4 separate regions of the Mus musculus genome follow, and all the other regions are linked to region 1. Evidence: chromatin contacts called from public HiCAR-type and promoter capture Hi-C data. All regions are on one chromosome and are shown on one strand. The core of a region is the stretch at or near the end of the contact, and the rest is flanking DNA. Distances in the headings are between cores, read along the strand shown. Region 1 holds the start of Trnt1 (tRNA nucleotidyl transferase, CCA-adding, 1). Region 2 holds the start of Cntn6 (contactin 6). Region 3 holds the start of Edem1 (ER degradation enhancer, mannosidase alpha-like 1). Region 4 holds the start of Arl8b (ADP-ribosylation factor-like 8B).

Region 1 (4,001 bases), core at 437-2,936:
CAGGCAATGTTTCTCACAGTTTCTTCAACATAATTTATGGAGTAAAAACAAAGCAAAGAGAGTCAGCAGAATCCCACTGTTTGATTTAAAAGTACTTCAAGGGTCTAGGAGGTGTCTGAGTAAAAGTCTTTGTCACCAAGACTGACAACCTGAGTTGCATTCCTGGAACACACACAGTAGAGACTATTGACTCCTGTAAGTAGCCTTCTGAGCTCAACACAGAACAAGCACCCTGGTCATCCCAGGAATAACAAGGCACCTCAAGTGCATGTCCGTCTCTGAGGTGGTTTACACAACCACACACTATACTCCTGGAAGCCAATTTTTTTAAATATATCAGCAGGTTTTAAATTGCAGTTCTATATTTAGATTTACAGGCTTTTTAGGTGCACACACAGAAAAAGAGGGAAAAAAATCTATTTCCTTCTGTTCTCTCAGAGAGCAATACAACAAAGGAAAACAGAGCTTCGTTGTTAACAAATCAGATGACATCAGACTCTATAATTTAAAACCCAGCTCCTTCAATTACAGAAACAGACAGGCACTTCACTTCCCAAGCACGTGTTCTCTTCTGTTCAGAACACATATCTAAAGCTCTTGGGTCTCATTACATAATGTATGGTAAATGGAATTTCTTGGAGGACACAGAAAAGTTGTGCTTCATGCTGCAGTCAACTTCCCACCATTCTCAATATACCCCAAGTTGGCCTGTCTTTCATTGGCGCTACAAAAATATCCCAACACTGACAGAAAGATGTCTGCCTCGTCCTTTTCTGCAGTTAACAACTCCAAAGCCCAGAGGACAATCTTAACTTCTCACCTGTCAGGCTCTTCAATCCTTCGGTGAAAAGGGACTGGAATTCTGGGGACTGCAACTTCATTGTAAACAGGTATCGCTTCAGAAGGCACAATCTACTCCAACTACACCTCAGGACCTGCCTGTGCCAAGGATACAGGACGCTCTGCATCTGGAGACAAGTCGCCAATCACACATCTAAGGCGCAAACACACAGGTAACGCCAATTACACTTCAAAAGGAGGGCCAACAAACGCTGTCCGAAATGAAAGTGATCCTTTCAGGAACGCTAAACCACTTCGGTGGCAGCTACCCAAGTACTCTTGCTATGATTACTATATGGGAAGCAGGAGGGATTTGGAGTGCCAGAAAATAAAATATTAGATCGGCAGCAACAGCAGGTTTCCAAAAAACACATCAGTTGCACGTGCTCACCACCCTCCTCCCCTACCCAGGGTCGGCCTCAAGGTTACAGCATGCCAAGTTGGAACTCTGCGGGGTTGCCTCAGCAATTCTCGCCGCATGCCCGACCTCTAAGAGGTGGGAGCTCTTAAAGGGCCCCAAGAAAAGTAGCGCGCCGCGAGGACAGCGACGCTCAAGCCGGTCGCGTATCTGAGATAGCGACTTTCTCCCCTAACTCTGGAAAACTGCGGGGAACCGGCCCTGAGATACGACCGCCGCCCACGGCTCAATGAAGAGAGACCGGGCGTTGCCTAGAGTAGGGAGCAGCCTCCACCTCCCGCCATCTCCCAAGGACGCGTTCAGACGCACGCTGCACAGCCAGGTCGCCAAGGTGTCTTAGAAACGTGGCGCTCCTACTCCGAAGACCCGCTTACCCGCCTGCTGCCCGGGCCGCACGCGCACTTCCGGGTCGCGGACCAGTGACGTCAGCACGCACGAAGAGCCGCAGCGAATGAGAAGCCACTGAGGGTCCCACCCACTTCCTCTGGGCGGGGCTAGGCTTTACTAAGTGGAGCCAGTTCCTCCTGCGCCTGCGCGCATGACAGGCAGTGGGGTTTTTTTTTTTGTTTGTTTTTTGTTTTGTTTTGTTTTTTCGGGCTTTAGATAGAGAAAGCAATCAAGGTTCTTGTCTTGGTGCTTGAGATGGGGTCGACTTGCTTTATCTTAGCAGTTAACAGCTTTTCGTAAACTTCGCCACCGGCAACAGGAAGAACTTTGATTTTATTCAGTCCTATGCATAGTGGAGAGATTGGCAGAGAATAAAAAGACAAACCTGTGGCTTAAACTTCCTTAACCTTCCTAGTTTTCCTTGAAAAACGCATACGCCATAGTATTTCTGTGTTTTCTGTCACCCTGCCTCTTAACTTCAGGGGTCATGGGTATCTAATTTTTTAAACGACAGACTAACTATCCCATTCAAGATTCACAAACACCGATAATGGAGTCCAAAGCCTGAATCTCAGATCCCATGGCCCTGCACACTTAAGTAGATATTTGGATAAATTCTATTAAAGAGAGAGAGAGAGAGAACTGCACTGACGTAAGACAGGATGTTTAACAATCTCCAATTAATATCAACAAATAACAAAAAAAAATATTAACAAACTGAATTGCACGACATCCAGAGGATTTGTCCATAAGTTTGGGAATAAATGTCATGAATTAAAGTTGGAGTTAATGTTCAGAAACCAGTTGAGGTAACTCCCATACCAACAGACCCTAAAAGAAGAGCCATTAAGTCACCCTAGAGACACAAAAGAGCTCTTGTGTTTTATACAGTCACTCAGAAAATTAAGGTTAAAATTACACAATGGAGTACTACTCAGCTATTAAAAAGAATGAATTTATGAAATTCCTGGCCAAATGGATGGACCTGGAGGGCATCATCCTGAGTGAGGTAACACATTCACAAAGGAACTCACACAATATGTACTCACTGATAAGTGGATATTAGCCCAAAACCTAAGATACCCAAGATATAAGATACAATTTCCTAAACACATGAAACTCAAGAAAAATGAAGACTGAAGTGTGAACACTATGCCCCTCCTTAGAAGTGGGAGCAAAACACCCTTGGAAGGAGTTACAGAGACAAAGTTTGGAGCTGAGATAAAAGGATGGACCATGTAGACACTACCATATCCGGGGATCCATCCCATAATCAGCTTCCAAATGCTGACACCATTGCATACACTAGCAAGATTATGCTGAAAGGACCCTGATATAGCTGTCTCTTGTCAGAGTATGCCTGGGCCTAGCAAACATAGAAGTGGATGCTCACAGTCGGCTATTGGATGGATCACATGGCCCCCAATGAAGGAGCTAGAGAAAGTACCAAAGAAGCTAAAGGGATCTGCAACCCTATAGGTGGAACAACACTATGAACTAACCAGTACCCCGGAGCTCTTGACTCTAGCTGCATATGCATCAAAAGATGGCCTAGTCGGCCATCACTGGAAAGAGAGGCCCATTGGACACGCAAACTTTATATGCCCCAGTACAGGGGAACGCCAGGGCCATAAAAGGGGAGTGGGTGGGTAGGGGAGAGGGGGTGGGTGGCTATGGGGGACTTTTGGTATAGCATTGCAAATGTAAATGAGCGAAATACCTAATAAAAAATGGAAAAAAAAAAATTACTTCCACGGTAAAGGAAAACGCACCCGAGTAAAAATCTACAGCTCATATCAGATTAGCGAAAATTTGCATCATGTGTCTCTTAATATTTGGAACTTAGCAGTTATTCAGTATATGCTGTGTTTTATAAAAATAAAGAAAGAATATGGTGGATGTGTAGTCAGGTGTGGGGGGAGGGGGTGCCTCCGCGGACCCATGCTGAGGCATCCCTTCCCCCTGAGGGACCAGCCCAGTATAGTATAGAACAGAGTTTATTCAGGGAATGGGGAGAGGAGTTGAGAAAGTAGTAGAGATAGAGAAAGGCAAAGAGATAGTAGAGGAGTAGAGACAGGCTATGAGCAATTGCAGAGAGGTAGGGTGCGGGGAATGGGGAGAGAGGGGGAAGGGGCAAGAGGACAGAGCAAGAAGGCAAGCTAGAGAGCAGGGGCCAAGCAATTCCTTTTATAGTGAGTCAGGCATGCCTGGCTCTTGCCAGTTAACTCTGGGGCGGAGCCTAGACAAAATGCTAACAGTATAAAAGTAAGCATTGATTTCCATCATGCTAATTCCCCATAGTAAAGACCAACTAGCTTTTGGAGTAGATAGAATCAACATTGTGAAGAATCGCCAT
Region 2 (4,001 bases), core at 877-3,376, 2.3 Mb after region 1:
TTTTAAGCATTAAGAAATATCACCTCAGGATTGTTATTTGTAGGGAATTGGCTCTCTCTTCAAGGGTTTCATATATAATTTGGTTATGATACAAAGTACGAAAGCTTGTGCTACCACATTCTACTTTACATGCTGACAGTACACATACATAGCTAAGTAATTAAGTGAATATTTTCTAATCCCTTCCTCCTGTAAGGAGAATAAAAAGGTGTCAATCAGCTTTTATACTATTTTCACTCACTAAAAGAATAGAAGCCTACAGTTGCTATACTTCAGCACATGGTTTTCGCAGCATCATTAGTTTCTGTGGGATGGGAAGGGGAAGCTCAGACTAAGGAGTGATCATCTGCTATGTGACCAAGTGAATTTGGTGTCATTAAAGAAAGTTATGCACATACCTTGAAAATAAAATTATGACTTCTCACTAGAAATGCTCAATTGAAGTAAGAAACAAATTTGATTTTAAGTGATGAGCCTCTTACTAAGAGTTGATAACTTATGCATTTATATAGCCTCATAGAAAGGCCTTATATAAAAGTTTCTTGATTGAAAAACCTTATACTGCATAGCCATGATTAAGCTAAGGAAAAAAAAATCTGTGAAGCATCAAACATGAAATGTCTCTGTAGTTTTGTTTGCTGTACAAATTGTGCCAGCATTTTTGTGGGCATATGTTTGTTTTGCGAAAATGTATGTATACATTTTTCACGTGTGTGGGGGTGTAGCAAAACAGTGTTCAAATATCTTATTTTATTGTAGTTTGTGGTGCACATAAATTGGTGACATATTACAACAATAATGTCTTTAAAAGATAATGAACAAATCCATCAGATAAATAAGAACTGCTCAGAACAAGACTTTCAACAGCCAACATATGGCTCCTTGGTTTATAGATATCTTTGAGAAACACTGTCACTGTAGAACAACAATATGTATCCCTTATTTTCAAGATGATTTTTTTTACAATGCCACTGCTCTCTCTGTTTTTTTTTTTAATTCTCATTATATCTTTGCCATAATATTTGTCATTCTGTGACTGCCTCTCAGAGGACATAGTCAGGATGCTGACTACCTAAACTGTAGTCGTTTTCATTGGGAGAAACAAGAATTATGAACTACAACGTCCCCCCAAACCTCCAATGTTATAGCATCATGTTAACATTGGAGCCATATAGAGTGACTAATCTCAGAACTCTGCAAAGTTTTGCTCCCAAGCCATCAAGTTCTGAAACTTTCATAAAGTATTAAAAGATCCTTATCATAACAGGCTTAGCTGCTGTGAATGGAGAGAAAAGGCGATTCTGCAAGCTATTATCTGTAAGCTGGGTGCAACCAAAATGTCAGATGAAATTTGGTGCACCCATTTGACCTCTACTCTAGTGTTTCTCTCATTATGAAAGCCCTTCCCAAGAAAGTTTTATAACCGTTCCTTTAAATTATCTGTAGATACTGCAAACCCCACCCCTCAGCCTTTGGAGGAAAAAAAAATTGCAGTGCACATCTTCTGATCTGCCGTTACTGGAAGGGTGTGTAGCTATCGGAAAGTACTAGAATTAGCACTGTCATCCAGTCTTGCCCGTTAGTTTTACTGCAGCAAAGACTAGTGAAACACTAAAAAAATATACCTGTCATCTTACTTTGCCTGGTTTGATCCTGCCTCCCCCGATAGAGACTCAAGTCATTTTTCTCTCACGGGGAATAAACATATTTTAAGCATCAGCTTCATAAAAACACAGCATCAATGAAACAGTCACTCCCCCCCACCACCACCAAACACACAAACCCAGCGTTTACCTGTTTTACTAATACAAAGAGATTGAAAGCAAGAAAAGCTGCAGCTTGCCCAGCAAAATTCTCATTGCAGCAGACAGCGCAATTCTGTACTTACGGATCTTACCAGGGAAATGTCTCGGGATCTTTACAATTTTTCTGCAGAACTCTGTCTGGAGTCCTCAGTCAGGCATGCTGTGCATCCAGGCAGAACCAAGCCGTATGGAATGTCTATGCAGCTGGGAGATAATGGGACTCTTTTTCCCAGCTGGGACTGCAAGCCTTTTATCCACTGAGTATTGCGTGGCTCCTCTCTGGTCTTAAGCATGAAATACGCTCCTCTCCTGCTGCATTCCTGACGGAACCTAGACAATTAGTTCTTGAGGCACATGTGCAAAGCTCCCGTTTGGAATATTCAAAGGGAAAATTCTCTGCACACTGAAAGGCAGTTCTGTCTTCCTCACCCTTCACAGACTCAGGCAGCTGGGAGCAGCTGCCATTCCAGTGGCATAAAAGATTAAATTCACCCCCCTCATTCTTTGACTAGATATAGTCACTCCTGTTGGGTCATCAGAAAATCGCTCTTATTGAAAACTGGGTCAGACTAACTACTTATTAGGTATCCAACAGGAAAGGAAGTAGTTTTTTATTTTTTTTCTTCCTCTGCATTGTCATTTACAAGCAAGGATTAAGCCGGTCAAGGGTCTGTACAGATTTAGACTGTGTTCAAATGTAAGCTTTCTGAAGCATGCCAGCAGCTCCTGGTGCTAGTTAAAGTGATGAGAAGGGGGACATAAAATCAAAGGGCTATCACTATACCCTTCCAAATGAAAAACTAATGTGCATTAGGCTTCTTAAAGATGGCAAATGACATAAAGTAGACTCAAATAGTCCAGAGAAACAGTGTTGTTCTCAGAAACAGTTTGTTTACAGTTTCCTGGATCAAGAAGGAGTTTGCAGGTGTTTGTGTTATAGCTCTGCCTTTTTATTTTTTTTCTTCCTTGTTTTTAAAAAAATACTTTTTGTGTTTCACATGGAGCTCTCTGACTAAACTTTTTCATATGTCTGTGTCAAGGCATGTTTTTTGAAGAGACTAACAGCTTGAAAAATAACACACACACATAGAGCGCATGCATATACATAGAGATCCTAATGTGTCCAAACATGCCTAAAACATGAGAACATTTTCAGGTCCTGACACAAAGACATATTCTTTTTTTTTACTTTTTTTATTAGGTATTTTCTTCATTTACATTTCCAATGTTATCCCAAAAGTCCCCCATACCCTCCCTGCCACTCCGCTACCCACCCACTCCCACTTCTTGGCCCTGGCGTTTCCCTATACTGAGGCATATATAGTTTGCAAGACCGATGGGCCTCTCTTTCCAGTGATGGCCGACTAGGCCATCTTCTGATACATATGCAGCTAGAGTCACGAGCTCTGGGGGTACTGGTTAGTTCATATTGTTGTTCCACCTATAGGGTTGCAGATTCCTTTAGCTCCTTGGGTACTTTCTCTGGCTCTTCCATTGAGGGCCCTGTGATCCATCCTATAGATGACTGTGAGCATCCACTTCTGTGTTTGCTAGGCCCCACTGAAAGTTTAAATAAAAGGATATGGATACTAGGAAAACTACAACCACAAATCCAATGAACTTCTGTCGAAAGGTAACTTTGTTTTATTCTGTAATCCGTTTTTACAGTCCAGTCTTCACCTCCATTCTGGTATGCCACACCCTCCCCCCCAAAAACCTCTCTCCATCCTGTACCTTCACCCCTGTCTCCAAGAGAATGTCCCCACCCCCTTCCCCTAACTCACCAGATCTGCCCACTCCCTGAGGCCTCAAGTCTCTCGAGGGGTAGGTACATATTTTCTCACTGAGGCCAGACTGGGCAGTCCTCTGCCATATGTGCTGGGGGCCACATATCAGCTGGTATATGCAGCCTGGTTGGTGGCTCAGTGTCTGGAGATCTCAGGGGTCCGGGTCAGTTGAGTCTGCTGGACTTCCTATGGGTCACCCTCCTCCTCAGCTTCTTACAGCTTTTCCCTAATTCAACCACAGGGGTCCCAACTTCTGTCAATTGGTTAGATGTTAGTATCTGCATCTAACTCTTAGTTACTTGTTGGGCCTTTTGGAGGGAAGCCATGGTAGTCTCCCATCTGCAAGCATACCACAGCATCAATCAGGCCCTGGGACCTCCGCTTGAGGTGGATCTCAATTTGTGCCTGT
Region 3 (4,001 bases), core at 582-3,081, 2.1 Mb before region 1:
GGCTGACGTATACATATACATAGTGCATCAGTCTGCTACAACTATGAAAAGACCCAGGCCCTCTGTGTGAGATGCTCCCTCTTAAAGCTCATCGGGCTGCAAATTCAGACACAAATCTACAGATAACCAACCCACTTTTTATAGCTCTTCCTGCACTTTTAGAGTACTAGCTAGCTGTGTGGGGGAGTCACGGAGTGCGAGTAGAGGTCAGAGGACAACTGCAGGAGTCTCTTCGGTTCTTTCTCCTTCTTCCATGTGGGTCCTGGGGAATCAAACTCCCGTCTGAGCACAGTGCCAAGGGCCCTTACTGGCTGAGTCATCTCATCAGCCCTTAGCTTTCCTTTTTGAAACTAAGAATCCTTCCTGGCTTCCATAAGGTAAAGGGAAATGCACATGCCAGATGTCCAAGGGTGTCCATGTAGAATGCCAAGACAACAAACAACCTAATAACTCCACTCCCATCTAAGGAGAGGGAAACACGACAGTCACCAACCAGCCTGACTTGGTCTGTGGCAACGCACACCCTTCAGGGAGGAGGAACTTGGCTGGGTGTCCTGCTGTCTTGGACTTTGAAGTCCACTCGAGTAACCCCGGAACTCCACCTTCCCATACGTGGCTAGTGGGCTGCGAGGACTAGTTGACCTTCTGACAGCACCATCACCCCACTGGTGTTTACGATGGTACCAAGCAATGACGGTGTCAGTCAACTCTGCGCCTAAGAAATCATCCTTCAAGTATCCAGATCGCCAATCTGGGCCAGGCAACTACCATTCCTGCCAATAAGCTCCCCTCAGTCTAGGCTGCGGCCCCTGGAAAGGAGAAACACTTAACGCCTCATCCCAATCCGGGCGTCCAACTCACTAGATGGCCCCTTTCTAGGAACCCGCTCCTTAACCTTATTAAAGCTTTGGGTGTGGCATTCTGATCAGGAGTGGGGAGGCTTCGTTTTGAAGCGGAGTTTTCCAAAGGAAACCTATATAACCAGCACTTAGATATGTGTCTATCTGGAGCAAGGGATACTGTGATTGTCCCTTCCGGTCTCTGGGACTCAGTTTCCCCATTTGCAACAGAAAATGACAAGGACAGCTGTCCTGAAGTTTGGAGGGTCAGGGAGAATCAAGGGGATGGCAGTCCACTGGGGTAAGGAGAGGAGGAACCTCGGACTACTGCGGACCTTAAAGACCCTGGTGTGTTCTCAGGGACCCGGAGGGGCGGAAGGCAGCGCGCGGGCTACTCACGGGTCTCCGCGGTCAGGCCCCCGGCCGCGGCAGTAGATGGGGTTGAGCTCGTCCTGCGGAAAGGCGTGCGCCATGTAGTTGTCATAGCCGAAGACGAACATGCCCCGCGCCAGGTCGCGCATCTGGGCACGCAGCTGCGGCGGGAAGGCGCCGCTGTAGCGCCGCTCGTACTCGTCCGGGCCGCAGCCACCGCCGCCCAGGGCATAGCCCCAGTGCGCCGGGCCGCACACGCCCGGTCCCGGCGTCGGTCCCGGCTCTGGCGGGGTCTCAAGCCGCCCCTCCGTTCCGCGCCTTGGCCGATGAAGCCAGGCCGGGCCTCCGGGCGGACCAACTGGCCCCGAGCCGTCGGGGTCCCTCAAGCGCTGGAAGCCGAAGCTGAGCGGAAACCGCTGGTAGAAGCCCATGCTGGGCCCCAGCCCGAAGACCAACCAGAGCACCGCGTGGAGGCCGAGGCGCAGCAGCACCAGCCCCAGGACAAGCGCTCGCCATTGCATGGTCGCGCGTCCGCCGCGGGCATTATTTTGAAGCGCCGGGCGCGTCCCCAGCCGACCGCCTCCCCGCGCGTCCGCCGGGAGCCCGCTCACTTCCCCTTTAAGGAACTCCCTCGTGACGCACCAGGAACTGGTCCATTGTCCCCCGCCCCGCGGACGGGACCGGCCCGCCTGGCCCCGCGTTCGCCCGCCGGCCGCCGGGGATTGGCCTCCACCGGCCCGGCCTCGAGGGGCGCGGCCGGGGACTCCCTCCGGCTCTATAGGCCGCCCGGACTGCAAGGCCCCGCCCTGCCACTGGGCCACGCCCCCTGGGCGGTTCCGAGTCTGGTCTAGCTGGCGTGGCGAGCCTAGGTCGCTCTGGCTTTTGGGGAAAGAACTTCCAGCCAATAGGAGCGCGGCACGGGAGCTCCGGGAGCCGGACACAGACATGGCCTCTGACCCGCCCTAGCCCGGGTAAATGGTGTCCCTGAACAGAAGATGGATGGGAGAAAGCCCGTCCAGGTATGGAGTAGTAGGTGTGAGAAAGGTAAGGGCCAGGGCCTTTAGGCAAAGGAAGTACTTACGAATATCTAGGAAAGGTTTTTAACTTGGTGGGAGTGGGACTCCCTGGTCCAGACCGCACGAAATGTCCAGATTTTTTGTTTTGTTATTGGAACGCCTTAACTTGGAAAAAAAAAATTCATAATACTTCTAAAATACTCCAAGATCACATCCAATCCCAACAAGGCGGGAGGGGGAACTAACACCAGATCATTTTCATCAGAACCATTTAAACATCTTTTCCTGACAGTCCTATCATCTCATCGCAGTGCTAGGCAGAGGCGACCTTGGAAATGTAGGGCAGATTGGGGGTTTAATCCCATCCAAGTGCTAATTCCTATAATTAAGGTTACTGATTTCGTTTTTTAAGGGCTGTGGCTTTCAACACTTGGAGCGCCTGTAAAAGTTTTGCCTTTCCTAAGATTATACCCTGTGTCTATCAAACTTGCAAAACATAAAAATAAAAAAGTAAAAAAAAAAAAAAAAAATAGGGGAAGTAACGAAATCAGTAATGCCTGTCACCAACCTGAAGGCAATGACAGGGAGGACTTAGGTAAATCCTGGACCATTCTCCTTCCATTTTGGGGTCAGAATTGTCCCTGCAATGTGATAGGGTACAACAGAGCAGCCAGCAACAATTTAAGTTCTTTGGGTTGGGAGAGCTTATTTTGTGAGATACAAAGGCCTGAGCAGTATACAAAAAAAAAGGGGGGAGGGGGAAGAAGTTACTGGACTGGATAAACTTGTATAAGACCAACTGATTCCAGTCCTTGACACGGAACTACTAGTTTCTGCCTCCCTGAAGCTAACACAAACTGAAAATGGACATTAAAGCTATGCTTTGTTTCCTCCATAAGCTACTTCTGTGCAAATTTTAGCTGAAATGTAGCTTGCACTCTGGTCAGCTGTCAGCCACTGATGACAGCAACTGTTCTCACATTACAGAAAAGCCCTAATTTTAAAAGACGAGTCTAATAACCATAGAAAACCAGCTAGTTTATGAAAAATGCTTTTCATGGCACAACTGACAATAAGTGCCAATAGAACAGGTTTTCAGAACGCTAGCATGTATTCCTATTTTATCTTCATTAAAAAAAAAAAACTAAAGATGAAGTATCTGTGACTGTCCCTTTAGACTAGGATTTCTCAGATTGAATGTAGCTGATGAAATTGAGACAACTCTATCTAATCAGAATATTCAGCCTTAAATATAAAAACAAATTCTAAGACAGGATCTCACTATGTAGCCCCAGTTTGTCTCCAACCTGTAATCCTCCTGCCTCCGCTCCAAATGAGATATTATGGGAAGGTTTGTGATAGGTTTTTCCAAATACATATACATTCTCACAAGAGTACCTCAGGACTAGCATGAAAAAGTCACTTCCGTTTTAGGTACAGCTTTACCGTGCAGCTCCAAAGACACAGCTGAGAATCTAGTCAGAATCCTGCCTTGTAACTGTAACCTTGTTAAGTTAGTTCCTGCACTGTTTCCCCTGCTGCAAAATATTCCCCATTTTAAGACATGAACAATACTTACCACAAACTCTCTCATACACTTACAAAAACAAAACAAAAACCCAACAAACAAAAACTTGTAGTAGTAGGCCCTGCTAATAATGACATGAAGAAGAAAATAAACTGGTGTGCTGCCAGGCAGGAGTGACTTTTATGTGAGTGGGACCAAGACAATCTCCTGTGAACTGTTAATTTCTGAAACAAGTAACTTTGCCTA
Region 4 (4,001 bases), core at 496-2,995, 2.0 Mb before region 1:
TATATATCAAGCTACACTGCCCAGTGATAATACAGGCATGAGAGTAAGCAGTACATCTCTTAAATCCTACTCATTGGTGCAGGTCCTTGCATTAACTCCTCCGCAGCAAATACAACTGGCCATCCCAACACACCCACGTGTACCATTTCGATCTTGCCCAAGGGACAGGAGTCCCGAGGAAACTCCAATTCTTATCTAGGGTAACAGAAAATGAACAGCTTGAAGCCTGTAGAAAAGTTCTAGTATGAAAGAGTCTAAAGTCTGTTCTGCCTTGTTCTCTTGGGGTCGGGGTAGAGGCAACATAGAAAGAGCCTAACATGAAGTTCGGGAAAGTTTCCTTACACTTATATATTCAGCCATCTTCGAAAGAGATTTGAGCCTCCGCTCCTCTCTCTGACGCCTGTTGCTCTATTACTACAGGGACTGAGTCACACGTTACCTAGGTTTTCCCAGGGCAGTGTGTAGCCAAACCAGTCGGGCAGCTCAGCTGTCTCCTGTGTGAGGATTGCAACAATCCTCTTGAAGGTCTAGGAACTGCCGCCACTTCTCATCAGAACAATTGTAAAGCTCAACCCTCTAAGTACAGCCCTAAAACTGTGCAATGACTCCTTGGCTCCAAAGACTGACATTCACGCCCATTCCTTTCCCAACCAATCAAAGACGCAAAACTCAACGACCACTCTCCCACCGAATTCACATTATATTTACTAGGCAACTTCCCTGAGCCTCCATAAGCTACGTCCCAATCCAAACAAATTCCTTCTGCAAGAGGGAAGAAAAAAAAAAATCTCTCTAAAGACCAAAGCCTGCAAACTTTATGTTGAATGCAGATCCATCTATCTACCCGTTTAACACAATCAGCTGTGGAGAAACCGAGACTCGCCTCGCCCTTGCTCCCTGTCTTAGAAAATACTGGGATCTGAATGGTCTCTCCAACAGCTTCCCCCAGTAAGCTAGGTCATCAGTTTGCTCTCCGACGCTCCATGGACAAGTGACAAAGACCAAGCGAACTGGAGGCGCCGAGGCTCCCCCTGGCATTCACAGAAGCGCCCACACGGGTTGCCTGCTTTCACAATGCGACTCCATCGTCCCAAGTGGAGACTTAGGAGAGGCGTCCCCTTCGCAGGCGTTCTGGAAAAGGCCAGGCTCACCCGTCCGGGTGAACAAGTGACAGGTTGGAATTAACCCTTCAGCCTCTACGGCCCGAAAGGCAGCAAGTGTGGCAGACTCGGATTAACCCTTTCCAGGCCGTGTTAAAGGCACAGCCCCCACCACCACCACCAAAACGCAACGTGGAATTGACCCTCCTGCTGCCGACCCTCCGGCTACAACTCCGAGGCCCACACACGCAGGATCGCCCGGCCCGGCCTTCGGGGAGGTGACAGGCGCGAGACGCCGGCCAGGCCGCCCGCAGAGGGCTGCTCACCGCGATGACATTGACGAAGGTGGTCTTGCCGGAGTACTGCAGCCCCACGAGCGTCAGTTCCATCTCCTCCTTCCAGAAGAGCGAACGGAACCAGTCCAGCAGGCGGGAGATGAGCGCCAGCATGGCGGCGGCCGGCTGCGAGCGTGGACGGGCGCGGACGACAGCGGACACTCTTTCCCACGAGCGGGTATCGGCCCCGAACCCGCCAACGGCTCTTCGGCGGGGCCCCTGGCGCGACGCGGGCAGACAGAGGCTGGCGGCAGCGACGGCCGGAGCCAGGAAGCCCAGCGGGTCATATGACTCGCCCTACCCCCCCCACGCCTGGCCCAGCGCAGGCGCGGAAGCGCACGGAAAGAGCGGCGCGGTCCCGTAGACTCCCAGCGCCCTCCGGCGACATCGCCACCTGATGGTGAATCCCACGACACACCCTTCCCTCGCCTTGGTGCCAATTCACTTGTCACATGCCTTTCCTCTTTTCTTTTCTTTCTTTCTTTTTTTTTTTCCCCCCAAATTATGGGTCTCCCAGCAAACGCATGTCAACAATTTCAGTACTTGAGAGGTGGAGGCAGGAGGATCAAGAGTTCAATAAACACAGAAGGTGGGGTTACAGAAATGACTCGGTGGTTAAAAGTGCTTGAGGCTCTTTCAGAAGACCCAAGTTCAGGACCCAGCACCCACACCTGGCAGCCCTCATCAGCCTGTAACTTCAACTCTGGGGGATCCAGATCTAGGGCTTTCTGACCTTGTACATTCTGCAAACATATGCGCATACTCCCACAACGAAACACATAAATAATAATAATCTTTAAAAAAAAACAAAGAGTTGGTCCTCGTTCACTTTTTGATTGAATTTTCCTATAATTGTTCATTGGCAATGTACCCTGAAGGAAAAAGTTAATACTCGGAGGAATTGAACACGGAATAAAAAAAAAAAAAAATCAGAATCTGGGATGGGGATGTAACCCAGTGGTAGAATGCTTGCCTGGCCTGTATGGAGCACTCTGGGTCTAACTAGGGCTCAAGGGAGGATGGGGCAGAGGCAGTGATCCGAATGTAAAGTGAATAAATAAATGAATTAATTAATAGGGAAAATTTCTTTCCCAGCATGTGAAAGACACAGGGTTTGTTTCTAACACAGCAAAACATTAGTGACAGCAAAATCCCTGCCCTCCTGCGGGTTACAGTCCAGTGTGGAGAACAGAACATATACAGCAAACAAACGAGAAAATGCCACGTGGTACTTAACACTATAAAGAAGAGGAACAGAGAAGAAGCTGGAGCCGGCCTGCTTGTCTTTAAGTCAGGTGGTCCTGAGTGGAAAGGCTTGAGGGAAGTGAGAAGGAGAAGCAGGCTGACGTTTGGTAGAAGCACATTCCAGGAAAAGACCCTGAATGGGGAAGGACAGTGAAGTGGTTTGGACTTTGAAGGATGGTGTGCCTGGGGCGAGGGGGAAATGATGGAATTATATTTTAACTGAAAATATATTTTTAAAAAGGAACTCCAGCTGGCTGCCCCAACTTCCCCAGTTGATTTCTGCTTCATATTTGTAAATCTCTAACTTAATGGATGCTTTCTTTGTTAGCTCTCTCCATCAGCTACTCTAGTCATCTCTGCTGGATGTTGTGACCTTGCAGTTTGATGGAGTGGGGCTACCAGTCTACTACTTGCTATTTATCCTTTTACTTTCACTTGCTGTACACTTAAGAAGTTCATTTAAAACCAAAAGTGTAGCTATTGTAGGTTATTCTCTGGACAGTACCCAACACTGGCAAAGATCGGTGGAAGCCTGGAGTAGGGAGAGGTGGAAGAGAATTCAGGGACCAGAGGGAGTGGGATATGGTGGCACGAGTTTGGACTTGATTATACAAGATGGGAAGACAGAAGGTAGCCTGAAGACTTAATTGTTTTTACTGTGTGTGTGACTTGCCTGCACATGTGTCTTCGCACCACATGCATGTGGTACCTGAGAAAAGCAGAAGAGGATATTGGGTCCCCTGGAACTGGAGTTACAGACAGACAGTTGTTGACCTCCATGGTGGTCCTCTGCAAGAGCAGCAAGCACTCAACTGCTGTGGTACCTCTGTAGCCCCTATGAAAAGACTGACTGTGTGTGTGTGTGTGTGTGTGTGTGTGTGTGTGTGTGTGTGTGTGAGAGAGAGAGAGAGAGAGAGAGAGAGAGACAGAGACAGAGACAGAGAGACAGAGACAGAGACAGAGAGACAGAGAGAGAGACACACACACAGAGAGAGAGAATTGGTCCGAGGACAATTTGTAAGAGTTGATTCTCTGCTATGTGGGTTCCAGGCTGTACAGCAAGTGCCCTTACAAGCTGAGCCACCCTGCCAGACCTCGTTACATTTCTCAACGTTTACTGGGAATATTGCTGCCAAACCTGACAACCCAAGTTCCATCCCCAGGCCTCTCACAATGGAAAGGAAAAAAAAAAATAGTTATAGCAAGTTGCTCCCTGATCTCCACATACCTGGCATGGCTCTTGTGCACAAATCAATAAAGAAATGTTAAAAAGAGTTTGTTTTAAAGTTCAATGAAGGGGCTGGAGAGATGGCTCAGTGGT

The links. Promoter capture Hi-C pulls out the DNA fragments that hold promoters and counts their contacts. HiCAR-type assays count read pairs that join an accessible place to other places.
Region 2: a contact with region 1 is called in a promoter capture Hi-C map of hippocampal neurons, with 6 times the contacts expected there. The contact joins the promoter of Cntn6 here to the promoter of Trnt1 in region 1. A contact is called at or near these places in 1 of 39 promoter capture datasets (hippocampal neurons) and 1 of 115 datasets of contacts at active chromatin or transcription factors (astrocytes).
Region 3: a contact with region 1 is called in a promoter capture Hi-C map of the HPC-7 cell line, with 5 times the contacts expected there. The contact joins the promoter of Edem1 here to the promoter of Trnt1 in region 1. A contact is called at or near these places in 13 of 39 promoter capture datasets (the 3T3-L1 cell line, 3T3-L1-derived adipocytes, the C10 cell line and 8 more), 5 of 484 Hi-C or Micro-C datasets (B cells, CD4 T cells, CD8 T cells and 1 more) and 2 of 115 datasets of contacts at active chromatin or transcription factors (astrocytes and bone marrow-derived dendritic cells).
Region 4: a contact with region 1 is called in a HiCAR-type map of astrocytes, with 5 times the contacts expected there. The contact joins the promoter of Arl8b here to the promoter of Trnt1 in region 1. A contact is called at or near these places in 2 of 39 promoter capture datasets (the 3T3-L1 cell line and embryonic stem cells) and 1 of 115 datasets of contacts at active chromatin or transcription factors (astrocytes).

Annotation. Positions count from the first base shown.
Region 1 is chr6:106,766,823-106,770,823 of GRCm38.p6, reverse strand. Trnt1 (tRNA nucleotidyl transferase, CCA-adding, 1) reads right to left here and starts at 1,686. Exons shown (of 9, transcript NM_001242358.1): 1 at 1,568-1,686; 2 at 821-994. The coding sequence starts at 968.
Region 2 is chr6:104,491,169-104,495,169 of GRCm38.p6, reverse strand. Cntn6 (contactin 6) reads right to left here and starts at 2,126. Exons shown (of 23, transcript NM_017383.3): 1 at 1,898-2,126.
Region 3 is chr6:108,826,471-108,830,471 of GRCm38.p6, reverse strand. Edem1 (ER degradation enhancer, mannosidase alpha-like 1) reads right to left here and starts at 1,831. Exons shown (of 12, transcript NM_138677.2): 1 at 1,239-1,831. The coding sequence starts at 1,732. It overlaps Gm35417 (a long non-coding RNA gene), which reads left to right and starts at 2,196. Exons shown (of 2, transcript XR_377956.4): 1 at 2,196-2,255.
Region 4 is chr6:108,780,803-108,784,803 of GRCm38.p6, reverse strand. It overlaps Arl8b (ADP-ribosylation factor-like 8B), which reads right to left and starts at 1,745. Exons shown (of 7, transcript NM_026011.3): 1 at 1,427-1,745. The coding sequence starts at 1,549.